Linked DNA regions of Ovis aries: region 1 is linked to region 2. The links are chromatin contacts, called in public Hi-C maps. All regions are on one chromosome and are shown on one strand. The core of a region is the stretch at or near the end of the contact, and the rest is flanking DNA. Distances in the headings are between cores, read along the strand shown.

The links. A called contact is a pair of places that touch in the nucleus more often than the background predicts.
Region 1: a Hi-C map of hypothalamus shows a contact between it and region 2, with 4 times the contacts expected there. The contact joins the enhancer-like site here to the promoter of TTC19 in region 2. A contact is called at or near these places in 2 of 16 Hi-C or Micro-C datasets (hypothalamus and muscle).

The regions. Positions count from the first base shown.
Region 1 is chr11:33,417,166-33,420,181 of ARS-UI_Ramb_v3.0, reverse strand. The region is part of intron 3 of SPECC1 (sperm antigen with calponin homology and coiled-coil domains 1); the gene reads left to right. Among named protein-coding and RNA genes, the nearest start is that of SPECC1, 71 kb to the left of the region's middle. Within about 2 kb of position 1,366, at least 4 of the 54 cell types and tissues checked have an H3K27ac peak or open chromatin away from gene starts, as enhancers often do. A contact at or near this core is called in hypothalamus, where this site is marked.
Region 2 is chr11:33,237,115-33,239,904 of ARS-UI_Ramb_v3.0, reverse strand. It overlaps TTC19 (tetratricopeptide repeat domain 19), which reads left to right and starts at 1,479. Exons shown (of 9, transcript XM_060395474.1): 1 at 1,479-1,697; 2 at 1,777-1,889. The coding sequence starts at 1,529. ZSWIM7 (zinc finger SWIM-type containing 7) reads right to left here and starts at 1,397. Exons shown (of 5, transcript XM_042256702.1): 1 at 1,280-1,397. The coding sequence starts at 1,370.

The DNA.
Region 1 (3,016 bases), core at 117-2,616, 180 kb before region 2:
GGTCACATATCCCCAGTCTGCCCCATTCCTGTGAATTCAGACCCATGCATCAGCTGACAAACCAGCCACTAGGAGCACTGGCCGGCAGGTCACCCATCAGCAGGTCTGTCTCTGCTGCAGGTGCCAGCACCCCTGCCATTGTGCAGTTGTGTTAGGTGGTTCTGTGAGTGTCAGCTCACACTTTGTCTTTATTTTCTGTGCACGAAAACCAGGGGAATGAGAGCTCTGGCACTAGTAATAAGTGTGGGTTTTAATATCTCAGTACCATTGAGAGGTACCAAGGAGGTGACTCACTGTTAGAAAGGGCACCCCCAGCAGGAGCTCACTGGAGTCGCCACCACTCTCTATAGATTCAGCTGTAAAGACAAAAATGAGACTAAAGAAAAGAAGGAAAATACTAGCAGTACGTGATTGATTTCCTCCTAAAGGAAAGATGTAATTATAAATTATATGTAAACACTTAGGGGACAGAATTCTTTTTATGGCCCTCAACATTTGGCTTTGGGACATGTTTTCGGTAATGGCGTGGGATGGTATAATCTGTTTTTTTCCCAGTATATTAATTTTGGAAGGGATCCTGTCATGAAACAATTATACAGTTATACAGTGTTGTGGTTTTAAACTCATAGCAGTTAAACCTGTGATCAGCCTGTATTGTACCCTTTGCTGGGAATTAATCTGTCCTTGGGGAGGAGCCCTCAAACCTAGCACAGAAGGAAATGCTCACTCTTCAGGTAGTACTGATCATATGATGGCAACTGCTGCTAATGTGCTGTCTAACCTGGGTGCTGGGGGAGCTTGGTAAAGGGGCTGGATTGTCTCTGGGTTCTGATGTCCAGGCCCGAGCATCCCCAGGGCCCTGTCACCATCGCAGTACCCAGAGCAACCACTGAAAGGCAGGGAGGGGTGTGGACGGGGCAGGGGTTCCGGCCCTACCTGGTACCCTCCCCCACCCCACCCCGCACCAGGTTTTGGCCTCGCTCAACCTCACCACAGCCTCCAGGAGAAGGCAGTGTTTCGCCCAGATCACAACACTTCAGGGAGGTCACACGAGTGTTACTTTGTCTTCTCCATGCCCGCCCATTTCTACACTGAACACTTGCTCCTCCCAACTGATTTCGAATCAGTATTATAACATCTCTGTGGCAGAGCCCAGCCCAGACACCTGCTTCTTCCTTTTCTCCCTCCAGTGTCTGTGATGCAGATCTGGTCTTAACTGATGGGCATGGGCTTAGAGAATGGGATGGCCCCTGGTGGTAGATGGCTGTCCTCCCTGATACCCCCTAACTGCACATCCCAGGGCCCCAAGAGATGCTAAGCCTTTTAGGTACCCCCTTTCCAAAACTGCAAGGGGCCCCAACACTAGATGGCAGCCTCGTCCACGCACTGACTCATGTTCTGGGAGCCCCCACTCTGACTAGAGGTCCTTTTGACTTTCATGCAATTAGATCAACAAACATTTTTGAGTGCCTACTGTGTGTCTGACACTATTTTAGGCAACAGGGCAACCTCAGGGGGCAGGACAGAGATCCCCCATCCGTGGAGCTCCATGAACAAACATGGACGAGAACAGTGCAGGCACATGGCTGCAGCCGAAGTGGGAGGGGTGCAGGGCAGACAGCTGGGGTTGGGGGCTGAGGGAAGGAGGAGTGACTCACCCAACCTCATTTTATTTACTTTTTATTTTTAACTTATTTTTATATTGCAGTATAGCCAGTTAACGGTAGCTATACTGGTGGCTCAGACAGTAAAGAATCTGCCTGCAATGCGGGAGGCCTGGGTTTGATCCCTAGACTGGGAAGATCCGCTGGAGGAGGGAATGGCTAGCCACTCCAGTATTCTTGCCTGGAGAATTCCATGGACACAGCAGCCTGGTGGGCTACAGTCCATGGGATTGCAAAAGAGTTGGATACCACTGCTACTAGTCAATTAACGATGTTGTGTTAGTTTCAGATGGGCAGCAAAGGGACTCAGTCATACATATACCTGTATCCACTCTCCCCCAGACTCCCCTCCCATCCAGGCTGCCACAGAACATTGAGCAGAGTTCCCTGTGCTATACATTTTAAATATAGCAGTGTGTACATATCAATCCCAGACTCCCTAACTATCCCTTCCCCCCACCCTGGCAACCATAAGTTCGTTCTCTAAGTCTGTGAGTCTGTTTCTGTTTTGTATCATGCGTTAAGATTCTACATGTAAGGGATGTCGTACGATATTTCTCCTTCTCTGTCTGACTTATTTCACTCAGTATGACACTAAGTCCATCCATGTCTCTGCAAATGGCATTATTTCATTCTTTTAAATGTCTGAGTAGTATTCTATTGTATATGTGTACCACTTCTTCTTTATCCATTCTTCTGGACTTGACCTCATTTTAGAAGGAGCGTTTTGGCTGGCTGTGCAGACTGGACTAGTGGATGGAAGGGAGACCCAATCACAGGCTATGGCCAGGCCCTAGGAGAGAGCCTTTTCAAGGCTGAATAATATTCCCTTGTATGTAAACCACATTTTCTTTACCCCTCCATCACTGACTGACCAGGGAATAGCTTTAACTTCTGCAGTGTCCAGGGTGACGCCACTGTGAGGAGGTTTTAAACTTGGTACTGCTATTATAAAGTCTTGGATTCTTTGAGGGTACCTGTACTTCCCAGAGGTACATGGTCATCAGGGTTTGGTGGCTTTCAGGGTTCCTCTCTGGGAACCTGTGGTTCAGAGGAGGGCACTCTCCCTACTTGTCCCTCCAGAAATACTGACTTTTTTGCAAAGTCTTTCTGTCCAGAAATGTGGCTGCCTCTCTGAGCCTTCCTTTTTGTCTTTATAGTCCACACATTTCTTCTCCTTTTTCTTCTGTTTGTTGAGTTTTCTTCTGTTTGATGAGTTTCTTCTGTTGTTGAATTTATACTTTTATTACTTTTGTGGGTGGGATTGCTTTTTGTTCTTTTTTAATGCACTTCATGAACGTGCATGTCATCCTCCACACTAATCTTCTCTGTGTCCTTACAATTTTAGGATG
Region 2 (2,790 bases), core at 230-2,729:
GGGGAGATCTCAGGAGAGCACCCTGGAAGCTCTAGAAGAAAATGAAATGGACAAAACACCTCAGCATCTTGAGTAGAGGATTCAGAACACTGCTAAGAGTTTGAAGTTGAATTATGGATGTGTGTGTGTTTGTGTTAGCCACTTAGTCATGTTTGACTCTTTTCGACCCTATGGACTGTAGCCCGCCAGGCTCCTGTCCATGGAATTCTCCAGGCAGGACTACTGGAGTGGGTTGCCATTTCTTTCTCTAGGGGATCTTCCTGACCCAGGGATCAAACCTGGGTCTCCTACATTGCTGGCAGATTCCTTACCATCTGAGCTAAAAGGAAGTTATTGAATTAGGGATAAACATATAGAAAAGTAAACAACCAAACAAATGCAATCATGACAGTTTTGAGAGGAAGCAAAAAGTTACAGTAAAGAAGTAGTCATCACTTACTACATGGCTCAGCTGTGACTATATTTTACATCATATAAGTGTAAACTCAGAATACTGATCTAAAGAAAATTATCGTCGAAGGAGGGGGCTCAGGAAGAGTGTATGACTGTCTAAGAACAAAGATTTTTAACTAGAAGAAAATGGCTCTGAAAAACGTGAATCGGTGATAGTAGTCTCTATGAGCCCCAAGCCTCAGGGGCGCCCCCTTCAAGACTCTCACACTGTGCTCTTCACACACAACCCTTTCTGGCAACCACTGTTTGAGCTGTCAACAGACTGGTTTCTCCCCCAAGCTTTTTGGGATTAGAGGATGTTCGAATACCTGGCTCGCCTCATCTTTTAAGCACATGTACTGCTTTAGATTTAACTGAAATGAGAAAAGTTGGCTTCCTCCTCTCAATTCTTTAAAAAACAAGTCAAGGTAAATCCTTTTCAAAGTGCGGTCCTTTGCAAACAAACGCCGCCCAAGTGAACCAGCAAGGTTCACTGAAGCCTAACCGATGTTTTGGATGGTCATTCAGATGGCGGCGGTGGCGCCAGCTCTAACGGGGACGCGCTCTGGCCCCGTGCGCTTGCGGCCAGGGGAGTCTGGTCACAGAGCGTCCTCTGCTGGTCAGAGGAATAAAGGCACAGCCACAGCGTCCAGACCCCTCAAGTCCTGCATCTGGGGCCCTGAAACAGTCACTCGTGCACAGAGGTCAGGAGGGGAACCTTTTGGAACAAACACAGACCGCGGGAAGGAAGGGCTACAGGCGAGTTAAGAGGGCGGAGACCTCCCCAGTGGGCCCGGACCCCCGAACCCCGTCCCGCCGGCGCTGCTTCCCGCGCCCCCGCCCATACTCGGCGCGCCGTCCCGCACAGCCGCCGCCATCTCGCTCAGCAGCTCCTCCACCACAGCTGGTAACGTGAGAGGCCCAGTCGGAGCCGCCATGGCGGTCCCGCGTTCTCCGGGGCAGGGGAGGAAGGCGAGGTGACGTAGACTTGCGTCCCGGCGCATGCGGGCGGTCCGGCCAATCGGCGGGCGTTCGGCGCCAGGGGCGGGACTTCCGGAGCCCGTGGCCGCAGTGCGCAGAGGACGCTCTGGGGGCCATGTACCGGCGTCTGGCTGTGGGCCTGGCCCGAGGTCTGTTGCGGGTGGCGGAACGGCGGGGCCGCTGCTACCCGGTGTGCCTGCTGCCCGGGCCGCCGGGAGTTCGGGCGCCGCCGTGCCGAGGGGCGCCGCGCGGCCGAGGCTCGGGCCTACTGCCGCTGCTGGCAGGTGAGGGGTGCAGGCCGGCGGGCCGGGCGGGCCGGGCTGGTTGGGCTGAGCACGGTGACCTCAGTGCCCCTTCCTGCAGCGCTCGCCTGGTCCTCGAGGCCCGCGGCGGCGGAGCAGGAGCGACGGGGCGCGGGCGGGGCTGCAGCCGGGGACGCCGAAGCCGAGATCATCCAGCTGCTGAAGCGAGCCAAGGTGAGGGGCTGCAGCACGTCCCTCGACTACGGGGACCCGGGTGGACGGAGTCGTGGGGTCCGTGCGTTGGGCGCAGGTGGAGGCGGCGCTGCCGGTTGCGAGGTTGCGAGCGCGGGGAGAAGTGCGCACAGGCTGAGGGGAGCGAGGCGGGCCTCTTCTTCCTGAACGTTTTCCCCTCTTCCCGGGGTGCCGGGTCTCCTCCTTTGCGCTGACCGCCGCCTCATGCCCACCGCGTCCACCCGAGTGCCCGCACACGGCAGGTGCGGCCCGCATGCCAACTCTATTTGAGGCTTCAGCTGACCCAAACGAACCTGTGGTCTTAGGCACCCCTCCGACCCCTTCCCTCAGTACCTCTTCTTTTCTGTAGTCTGCCCCATTCTGAGAACTTGTGTGGTACCTACCTACCACCTCCCATATACCAAGAATCCAGCAACGAATTTTTGTATTTTGCCACCAAATCCAAAATCTCGAACCTGTCGCCTCTTCGGTGTCTCCTCCTGTCGCCCTGGCCACGCTGCCACAGCCTGCAGTCTTGTCTGCCCTGTTGCCCCCTGCCATCCAGGCTTGACAGCAACTGGATCATTTAAATGTAAATCAGCTGGTGTCATTCCGTGCCCACAAGCCTTGATTGACCCGTCACAGCGTTTGTGGTAGAACCCAGACTCCTTGCCCTGGCTGGTGAGACCTATGGTCCCACCCCATTGCCTCCCTACTTGGCAGTAACAGTCACCATCAGTTGACATCTGTTGACTTTCATTGTTTGAGTGGTTCTTGAAAGTCCGTTATCTTCAGTCTGTAGCACCTTCGCTCCTTCCCTGCTGTCTGTTTGGGTCAGTTTCCCCCATAGTTCCTTCCTTAGTTGGCTGTTTTTCTTTTTACCTCAATTTAACTGTCGCTTCCT